2 separate regions of the Drosophila melanogaster genome follow, and region 2 is linked to region 1. Evidence: chromatin contacts called from public Hi-C data. All regions are on one chromosome and are shown on one strand. Each heading gives the region's core, a stretch centred on a gene start, on an enhancer-like site or on the middle of the called end of the contact. The rest is flanking DNA. Distances are from core to core; before and after follow the strand shown.

Evidence for each region. A called contact is a pair of places that touch in the nucleus more often than the background predicts.
Region 2: a contact with region 1 is called in a Hi-C map of the S2 cell line, with 3 times the contacts expected there. The contact joins two enhancer-like sites. A contact is called at or near these places in 2 of 107 Hi-C or Micro-C datasets (both in the S2 cell line).

What each region holds. Positions count from the first base shown.
Region 1 is chr2L:9,180,263-9,185,894 of dm6, reverse strand. All of the region lies in intron 1 of tai (taiman), which reads right to left. Among named protein-coding and RNA genes, the nearest start is that of tai, 16 kb to the right of the region's middle. Within about 2 kb of position 3,069, at least 30 of the 39 cell types and tissues checked have an H3K27ac peak or open chromatin away from gene starts, as enhancers often do. A contact at or near this core is called in the S2 cell line, where this site is marked.
Region 2 is chr2L:9,500,032-9,505,621 of dm6, reverse strand. CG33298 reads right to left here. Exons shown (of 15, transcript NM_205944.3): 2 at 809-2,029. The coding sequence starts at 1,830. Among named protein-coding and RNA genes, the nearest start is that of CG33298, 7.4 kb to the right of the region's middle. Within about 2 kb of position 2,956, at least 5 of the 39 cell types and tissues checked have an H3K27ac peak or open chromatin away from gene starts, as enhancers often do. A contact at or near this core is called in the S2 cell line, where this site is marked.

The sequences.
Region 1 (5,632 bases), core at 1,820-4,319:
TGCGATACACCTAGGAGCTGTCTGCTAATTTTCCATTACTCATTTTTCTTTCGGGCACTTTGCTTCCTGTTTCACTGGCTTGCCAATTGAAATGTTTTTTTTTTGCCTTTTTCTTGTCAAATTGGCTAGTTGCTTCCACTGACAAAATGTCAACGATTGTGTTGACATTAGCTGCTGGTGTGAAAATTAGTCTCGGTCGTTAAAATTGAAAATTGAACCAAAACCGAAGTGCTGATATTTATACATAAGCACGTTTTTCTCTTTTCTTTTTTCCTTTTAGTAGGCACAGTTTTCCTATGTATATATACTTATCTCTAGGTGTCACGCATTTTCCCTGTCCTGAATACGATTGAAACTTTCATTTGTCAGCGACATTTTTATAGGTTTTCCCTCAGTAAACATTGCGGGAAATTTTTATTAGTTCGCCATTAAAGTATGTTTCTCGGCGTATGAGTGTGTAAATTGTCATAAACAATAATGTCGTAAAGGATCAGGAAACGATGTTAAAGCCAGCTAACTTGTAGTCATAAAACTTAATTAGTTTGGGCAACATTTAGAAGGTAACTCAAGCGAGCATTTTACAGGAAATGACCCAGAAGTTTTAGAGTTGGTAGGAAACACAGATAATTATAATGCACATACACCAGCCATAAAACCCGATTAAATGTAAATATGTTGCGCAAATTATTTCACAGAAATCACAGTCCTTTATTTCCATATTTCTCACTGAAATTAGGAATACATTCACCATAAATTACATAGGTCTGACATCATTTAACCATTGCCATTCTTTTAAAACGTAAATACAAAAACAGCAAGCCCTCGATAAAAGAGCCATCTCCAACTGCTAAACGTCAAGATGGGACACCAAACAAAAAGTAAATTTATGAAGTAAGCAAGAAACACAAAAAAAAAAAATAAATAAACAAAAATACTCAGCAATCGAATAAAATTTACATAAAAGCTAAATAAATAACAGACAGGCCCACCACAAAGAGCAGATAAGTAGGCATTTGTTTATAGACTGCAGATGTCTCTATTAAAGATACAATCAATTTCACAACAACTATAGCGGAAAGCTCAGGTCAGTGAGAAAATATGAATAAATACCGAAGGAAATTTCAGATTGCCAATATTGTGATACCAATCAGGCAATCGAATTGCGGTTTATATATATACATATATATATATCTTCATATTCGTATATATATCTTCACATTGTTTACACTTGGATGCAAATTAGTTTTGTGCCCGAAATGGCGCAGAAAATTCCATACCCAAACTGTTTTCGATTCTAGCCAGTTTCTTTCTGCATAATGCGGATGCTTTATATGTATATATACTATGTACATATTCAAGATATATATGCACACAAACGAATCCGAATCCATTTGCAATGGCTGCATAAGTGTGGACTTATTTTATGGAGCACTCGACTTAAACTGAACCACGTCGCCAGTTCTCAAAAACGTTGGATGGTCATCAAAATAAAAAGTAACAAATTCTTTTTCTACTTCAGCTGCGCGATGACGCACAGAAATATTTATTCGCACACAGATACTTTTCGCTTGGATCTGCTCTATATTTTGTGTAACGTATAGTTGTATGCAAATATGAGGAAAAAAATTGGGGTAGAACGTTTCTAAATGTATGTGAAAAGTCTGGATTTAATGATAAAGTTTGCACGTTTCATCTGCAAGGTATTAACAATTTGATAGTCACTTTTTTCAGTGCTTATTGCGCGTTATACATTTTTAATTGAATATCACTTTGGCATGCGGAATTCCAGACCAAAATTTGATTGAAATCGTGGGCCAGAAGAAAAAGTAAATAAATGGTTAGGTAGGAGAATGAATCGAGCTACCACTCAATCAAACAGGTGTTGTGGTGCTGCCCTACCTTTATTGTTCTATTTCTGGACATTGCTGAATTTAATTACATATCTCAATCTCAGTGCTCAAAGCGGATTAGTAGGGCGTATACAACGTCCTGTATTTCGATTATATCGAAATGAAATGACGCGAAATAGAATAAAATACGCATCATTAATTGCATACTTTGAGGCGCCATTACATGGACACTCGTGAAAATCAATAAACTGCCCCTGCTCCCCATTGGAATTGAACACTCAAGTCATGTGTAAAACTGATTTGTCTGCAGAAAACATGATTATTGGAATTTCACAACCTAACTGCAGCTAAAGTGTACTAGAGCTTATGAAACATAAATAAACAAAATTTTCAATAATCCATATACAGCACTTGAAGAACTGCTCTCATCTTACAGGATACTAATATCTGACCAGCGATAAAGCAATCCAGCTCTTCTGGTTCCTTGTGCCACAACCGAAAATAATTCGATGCCAAGGAGAGGAAAAGACAAACCGGCTCACTACCAACAGCTGCAAACCCATCACAATCAAAAAATCATTCCGAAAATGTGTGTTTTTATTTTTCGCATATGCCAAAACGAGGCAAAAACAAGACGAGGAGCCAGCAAACGAGTCGGCGTCGTCGTCTAATAATTTGTAAAGAGGCTGCAGATCTGGAGAACTGGAGAACCGAAAGCCGGCGTCTCTCATTGTCTCGGGATTCAAATTATTGTTGTGTGTAGTGGGGCTTCCTCGGCATTATTTTCATTTTTGTTTTTTTTTTCGACTGTCAGATTTGAATACACAGCGTCGCAGCGCAGACATAAATCTTGTTTTGATTTATATATTTGTATAACTTGGTGAGATGTGTCGCATTGAAGAGAGCAGTCCATAGTTTTCAATTAAAAGCCATCCTAGCTGTGAGCGAAAGAGACGAAGGATCAAGATTCTTCATTCTGCTGGAAGAATCTCCCGCGTTTTTTCGGTTGGTGCTGCGTTTTTTTTTTTTTGGGTACGTTTCGTCGTTTTTTCGTTCATGACCTTGAAAAGCTTTATCTAAAAATCGAGTGCAATCAACTTTATAAACACACACACACACACAGGCTCGCTGGCGTTTCCCCTACATTTCACACACACACACACATAGGGGGCTTTGAGAATCGAGCGTTATAACGCGTTAGTTAAAGTCTTGGAGCTCACTCGCTCTCGCTCTTTGGCTCTCTGGAGACCCCGAGCATGGGCTAACCGCACATAATAATTATTCTAGATCCCCAGGTTCCCAAAGTATCTGCGAGTGTGCGAGAGTATCTGGGCAAAAGGTGGTCGCTCCGATGGTCAAACGGCGCTCTTATTTTCACGCTTTATGGCATCTTTTTGGTTTCGGTTTCGGTTTCTTTTTGTGTTGGTAATAATAGAGTTTTGGTTCAAAGCCTTTGGCCAAGCAACCCAAAAATTGCTGTGTGTGTGTGGATTTTCGATTGGGGGTTAGGCAACAGGTAGGTAGGTAGGTAGGTAGGTGATGGGTGAGAAGGTAAATGTACTTTTATCGGGGGGCTTTCTATCTGAGCGATATCAATGCAGTTAAAACCGGAACTCGAACCCTTGAAATAGAAATACTACCATTTGGTAGTAATAAATGCAAAAGCATGACTCATAAATTGATTTATTTCACAATTATCTTGTCTTCGGCTATGTCAAGCATGCTTTTGTTACGATATTTACCATTTAAGCTTATATCTTTAGGAATCCAATATTGAATAGTTATAATTTAATACTTAATTAACTTTTTTCTACAAAATCCCTATAGCTATAGCTATAGCTTAAGCTCTTCGGGCATTGTTGTTACTTAAAAGTTTGCAAACTCTTCAAACTAATGCGCAGTTATCTTGGCTTACAAGGGACCGGGTTTCGGTATCTGCTTTCGAATCCGTGACTCATACTTCCTAATCAGTCGAAGCTATAGTTTATAGGCACTACTTTTCGTACTTCCCACTACCCTCCTTCCTGTTGGCCCATTCAATCACTTCGAAATCAACTAATACCCATAAAACAAACCAGAAAAATACTTTGACAAAACAAATATTTGGCATATATAATGGGCATTCCTGAGTCGTTTTCAAATGTTGTTGTTTCTTGTGTTATTTTTTTTTGTCGTCTTTTGGATGCTTGCATTAGCCGCACACACATACAAAACACAACACACACACACACACAGCTTCGAACTGAATGCCTACCAACGATTTTTTACGCCCAGCCAACGAACCTATGACATCAACATTATTTCGGCCAAAAAAGCCAGCTGAAAATTATTTATTTCGTATATTCAAATTTCAACAGAGCAATGTGCAAGTAACGAATGGTCAGAGGGGCTTCCGGGGGGAACAAGGAGCTCTTTTTCGACTAAAAGCCGAGATTGTCTCAAGCTTTTCCATGCCATTTAAACGACGTTGATTGCTCAATTCGCCAGAAAACCAGATGAGCTAATCGCCGGCTGCGTTACTCTGACTCCGACTTTCGACTACTGGGCCAACTTTGACTTTAGATTTTTAATTAAGATAATTATAGTTGGTCTCGGGCAAGTGATGCGCGATCTGGTTGGGAACAAGAGTGCAGACATCAATGAATGGTTGGATACCCAAAATGAGTTGAAACATTTGTTGTCCCAAATGTCAGTCCGTCAAATATTTGTGGGTCGAGGAAGCTCGTTTTTTTTTTTTTTTGTGCCTATAGATAAACACAGACGTCAATTAGTTAATATGTTTTAAAAAAAAAAGGCAGCGCAGAGTGATATTTGGTTCGCGCTGTATTTCAGTATTTCGACTGTGACTAAGCCAACCCCAACCACATGACAAGAAATGAAAACTCAGATGGGAGACCATAATGATCACACGTTTCTTTCGGTCAAGTACAGTATGGCTAAAAAAATTGCAATTGAATTTAATTTTTGTTGTTGTTTGCGTTCCCCGGTTAACCTATTATACAACAAATACAGGGGCCAGCGACGGTGCACAGAAAAATGAGTATCAATTCAACAAATTCGCTTGAAGAAGAACTCACACAGATACGCGACCAACACACTGAGAAGCGGGGAACAATATATGGCATACATAATATTAAAGAAATCGCACCCAAAAACCAAATTGGCATAAACTACGCCGAAAATAAATTGAAATCTAAAAATGAAATTCAAATGCGGCAAACGCCCCAAAGAGGAGCAGTCGGCAAAGCAACACAACAAACAAATCAAAATAAGGCACACAAAAAAGCGCAGGCAAAATCAAATAAAATAAAAAAACACAACAATGTGGATAAGTGTGGATGTGTGAAGGAAATAGAGGACCACATATCAAAATAACCAACAATGTCAATCGCACTAACATGCTAAGAAAACTGTCAAAGACTTTTGTGAATTCCAATCGAAAATCAGATACAATTTAAAGTGTATTTGTTGTTAGGTTTTGTGATTTCTTGCGATTGAACTATTATTACGCGTTATTTTATTAGGATTATTAAGTAGTTATTTTAAACTTAAATGGTATGAGTTTGAAACATAAAAATTGCAAGATGGCAACAATTTCTTAACTACTATTTGAATAGCAGTTAAGAGATCTTCAGCACATTTGCGCAGAACTTCAAAAAGAAATTAAAATTATAGCAAAACTCGTGCAGCGGTACGTTCAGATACAGAAAAAAATTACAAAAAAAAAGACGGACAAAATGAGGCATTCAGAAACCAGTTTTTACCTGGAAAGAAACAAAAAT
Region 2 (5,590 bases), core at 1,707-4,206, 320 kb before region 1:
GGTCGGTGAAAGAGTTTAGTTCAAACAGCGAGGGAAAGTTTACCCAGGCCAGTTGGCACTGCTGCTTCTGCTCTCCTGGCACTTTATCGATTTCTAGATCACGTTTTAAAACATACATATATGTGTGTGCCAAACAAATCGCAGACGGGACGGGGCAAACAATTTCCATCAGCCAGCAACCAGTCAGTGGTCGATGCTGGTTGGTTAAAATCTGTGTGTGCCGCAGGGTTTGGTATGCTTTTCACACAAATACTTCTAAAAAGTTTTCCCCCAACGGGAAATTGACAAATTGACCGGCATGATTGCGAGCATAATGGACAAGTGTCCCATTATTGACAAAATTTGTTTGTCGGTTTAAACTGGTTAGTCGTCGAATGAATGGCACGCATAATTCAATTATTCAAATTTTAGTTAGTTGAAACCAGTTCTATGAACAAAGTCTTCAATAAGAATGCATTGTTAACCCGTTAACTTTTTTATCATGGCACTGGTATTCTAGTTGATTACGAGTATCAATCAATTTGAAAATAATCAATTTAATTTTCTTTTATCAAATTTATGACTGAGACAATAACTTGGTTATCTAAATTATCTCTCTTCCTTATTTTAATATTCTCAATAGAAATATTTTAAATCAGCTCTTTGACTTAGAGATTTATTTGTCATACATTTTAGACTGTGTCATAGTAATATTTTACTTCGTACTTTTCTGTTTTAAATTATAAATCAGTCTGATTTATCAACTTTATGCTTATGCATTTGATTTCATTACTAGAAGTGTTATTAAAATACAATACAATTTACTCACCCATCGTAAACGCGGCATGTGGTGTTGTTTATCCTCTTGTCGGACGCCCTTCTTCTCCGATCCTCGAAGAGATCCTTTACAGCAGTCACACCCAGGACGAAGAGGACCGGTATCATGGCCACCTCCTTGCCAAACGCACTTATTTCCGGCACCCAATTCAGCAGGACAATGAAAATGAAATACAAGTTGGCCACACGATGGAATTGCTCCAGCAGATTCTTCGGTATGAACGAGAGCAGCGTATACTTCGTTGTCCGTATCTTGTTGCCAACAAACTGACCATTGGGATGATCCCTCTTTGGGGTCTTCGGTGGCACTGTGTGATTGGGAACCACCGTTCGATAGCTTCGCTCTTCGAACTTGTCGCCGGTGTTGTAATTGCACAGGGTAAGGCGTTTCCACCAGGGCGGTGCCTCCGTCCGCCGGAGTGTGTATATGGATTCGGATCGCGATGCTTGCCGCGAATGGCCACGCCCACCGGTCGCTGATGTGGGCGCCGAGGGTTCCCTTGCCGGTTCCTCCTTGTGACCCGGTGGAAGAATGAAATCCGTCTTGGAGCCCACGCGACTGTGACCTCTGCCCGCGGGCGCAGCACTTCCGGGTGGTGAGTCTGTGATTTGTCCCTGCGAAAAGGCTCGCTGGTGGCCCTTCATGGCCGACTTAATGGGTCGCCCATTGGCTCCAACAATGGCTCCTCCGCCATGGCTAATTGAGCGGGCATGACCACGCGATGGAGCTGCCATCGCCACTCCGGGAATGCCTTGTCCTCCTCCACCAGGTGCGCTACCTACGACCGGATTGCCGCCTGGAAAGACATACGTACGCTCCGGCTCTCCCGCACCCATGGCCACACCGCCCAGACCCGTAGACGTTGTCATCATCAGGCTGGTGGTGGCCGAGCTGGCACTGGCATTCGGAATTCCCGATGACAGTGTGTCCCCGGTCAGATTGGGCGGTGCGGAGCGCTGCTGCTGCACTACTAGAAACTTTCGCCGCAAGTCTTCCGTGTTCGCTGAAGGCATCTTCGCGAGCCACAACCATCAGATTAAATTCTTCGGCCTGGCCACGATCTACGCCGGATATGTGTGGATTCTCTGCGTTTTATCTCAGTTAAAGTGAACTTTGTTTCCAATTGCAATCTACCAAGCTAACGAAAAGTTGATTCTAGCACCTGGTTACGTTTTTTGAGGGTGACCCCTTAGTTGCAGAGGCCATGATCTTCTGAAATGAATTAAAATAAATAAATAAGATATTGTTTTCAAATGGTAAATAATTTATCTATCATCTTGATAAACGAGAGATACGATTGCAGCACAGAAAATTCAATTCGATACAAATTATATCGGAGCTATGAAAACATAAAGAGTTTGCCTAATTAATGCCACAAAGTTTATCGAACCCGTCCGACGCACTCAAGCACCAAAAATACGAAAACGAAAGACAAAAATAATAAAATAAAAAAAAAACGAGAGCGTACGCTATAGTCGATTTCCTCGACTATCTGATACCCTTTACTCAGCTAGTTGGAATGCAAACAAGAAAGTTCAACAATATGTTTGGCATATCAATAGAAATTAACAAAAATAAAAATAACCGGAAACGCTTGCTTCTAACTTTTACATACTTTTCAACGAATCTAGCATACCCATTTAATCTACGACTAACGGGGGTATTAAAACGCGCATTTTAAGCTCGGCCTTGATTCAAGACTCGGGGCTTCCGATAATCCAAAAATTCAAACTGAAAGCATCACGAAAAGAGCAGTGGCGAGCACAAAGAGACCCACAAGGTCAAGCGTAACGCGGGTGCCGTGGAAATGGAGGCGTTTGCTACTCCAAAAGCTGCAGGTGGGTGGGCCTGCGTTGTTTTCTTTGGTTGGCCTCCTAGCTGCTTTTCAAGATTTCAAGCTCTCGATCGATAGCCGCATTGACAGAAAAAAGTTCAAGGTGTTCGAGGCTAAAAAAAAAAAAAAAAAAAACAAAACATTTATCACACTGGGGCTTGAACTTTGATTTCTGAGCTGTCAAATGTGTCTGAAACAAGGTCAACTATAATTGGAACCTTCTTTCATATTCATATTCGCAAGTGTTTGAAAACCCAGACTGACTGGTATCTAAATATCCGCGCGTGCAATTTCCTGTTCCTTAAATAGATTGTTAAGCTACAGTAGTCGTTTTATATGCTCTAGCTATTGCCAATTTCAAATCTGACTTCCTCTTGAAACGAAATATTTGTATGATTCCAAGAACGTTCAGTTTCTTCGAATTTAAATATAACATAAAAATACTTGAATAAATTAAAAGGCTTAATCGCTTTACATTACGTGAATGCTGGTATTTGCGAAGGCTTATCATTTCGAGCATAAGTTCTTTAAATCATCAATGAAAAACAAAAGAATAACGCCCAATTGGCATTTAATTTAATATCCAATCAGCGAAGAACTAATTTGTGAAGCCATTTCGAATGGCAAACTTGCGGCAATGGCGTAATACAAATACCAAATATGTATATACATGTGCATATATGTACATACATCCGATTGCGGTGTCTATATATGTACGTTTTATATTTGTGAATACCCGCAGAATATTCAGTGGGCACAAGAAAGCTAAAAATGAATTTGGCACACGACCGAGTTTAGCTATACGTTTTCTTTATACGATTTAAATTAGTAAAATCATTTTGGGCAAATCATAAATCACATGGTGAAGTAAAACTTTCTTTGTTGAATTTTTTTTTTGGGTTTAAATTCACTTTTTTGTAGTTCTGCGCGTAGTTTTATAAGTCATTTAGCTTTCATTGAATTTTTGACTTTGTCATGGCTGAAAACCATAAAAAGACGCCCCAGACAAGAATATGAAAACCAAAAAGGAAGCCAAGTGTAATAGAGAAAAGAACGAAACTTTTACCATGTCTGTCTGCGACTTTTAATTTTCCTTTCTTTCCGTTTTACGAGCCACAAGAAAAGACTTTCGAGTGCCAAAACTTGATTTATTTACTAGCCCGCGATGGGTTAAACGACCTCAAGAAGGCGGCGTCCAGACTGATAAGTTTACTCCTGCCCCGGCTAATTAGTGGAAGCCCCTTCAGTGGCCAACTTCAAAGTGCATTTGTATCTGGATGTGGACGTATCCGTATCTGGCTTTTAGCTTTTGCGGTTGTCGATACTTCCACCGGCAGCAGCAATAAGAAAAATTGAAATTATTTTTAGCCACGCACATGCGAAATAAAACGAGGAGATAAACAATTCCATCAGGCCAAGCCCAAAACCGGGTGCGATTACCACAATCGGTATCAAAATAAAAAAAAAAATCAAAAAAAAAAGCGAAGAGAAACGGGAGCATTACGATACAGATAAAAATAAATGGCGACTGTGTTGTAAAGTTCATTGGATTTTCAATAGCAACAAAACACAGATGCCAGATGTCCAAGATGCTCGTTTGTCATTGTTATTGAACTCGGGCGAAAAACGATTGAAAACCCAATTGACGAGGTGAAAAACTCACTTAAGAATCGCCCAGCAAATAATATTTCAAATCGCTTGCACATTTCGCATTTTCATTTAAGTGCTCACTTTAGTTCATTCAATGGTCGACCTTGCATTGAAACCACATTTATGGCCCGGTCAATTATAAAATAATTATATATATGTACATATAAAATGGGCAGGCGAACAATATGTTAAGTAATTATTATAATTCGAGGCTCATATCTCTTTTTGGATACAATGCTAAGTTTAAGTCTTTCAAATATTATTGTATATGGGTCTCAAGTTTGCAAAATTAATTCAAAACAATTAAAGGTCGAGACTAAAGAGTTCAAAGGTAAACCATTATTGAAAACTCAATGCGCAATATGAAATTGTTTACCAATTGTTTCACGTTGTACAATTATACAAATCTATCAAAACTTGAACTCAACCATTTGGCGAAAAGGTGAATTCGTACCAATTGTTTACAAATACAATGCGCAGATATTTCAAAAATGAATTTTTTTTCAGAATGATTAATGCATTGCAGAACTTGAGGCACGAAAAAAAAACATTGAAATTGAACTATTATTTGTTTAAAATTTTTTATGAATGTCATTTTTTGTGTAGTTTGCTCTACTTGCATATTTATTGCTCGTACTCGTCATTAAGTTAAAAGCTAAATTAATTATTTATCGGGTTCAAAAGCACTTCGTTGGCAGCTGTTGTGCCAGTTTTCCAGTTAAGATATTAATGTTCGTACAACGGGGCGTATAATTGATATAGCAATCCGAGTGATGAATAATTATTTCGACCGATAAGAACACACATTAAAATATACAAATATACAAATTATAGTAACTGCGCAGCGCAATCGTTTGTTTAAATTTCTGACTTAAATTTAAAAGTGCTTCGGATCTCAATAAACTATTTTGTAAATTTCAACTGGCATGTGGTATATAAATGTTATCAAGTCAACTAGCGCGACAAATTGCACACAAATCTTCAGCTACATATACTCTCTATAAAATCGTTCGTATGCTAATTCTGTTGGCCGCCTAATTAAGGCATCTTTGTGAGACTGAACAATGGAGTTGAAAATATACGATGCTTCGGCATTTGACATGGGAAACTTCCAACACTCTGAGAATATTCGCGCCAACTGGGCAAATTTCAGGCTAGCAAAAACGAAACACCCATCTCCACAAAGGGGCAACAAGTTTCGCAACTAATTAGAAACTGTTGACGGGGGCGCCTCCACAGCTTGCTATTGCTATCTATTCAATTACATCGTCACCAGTTGACTGACAGGG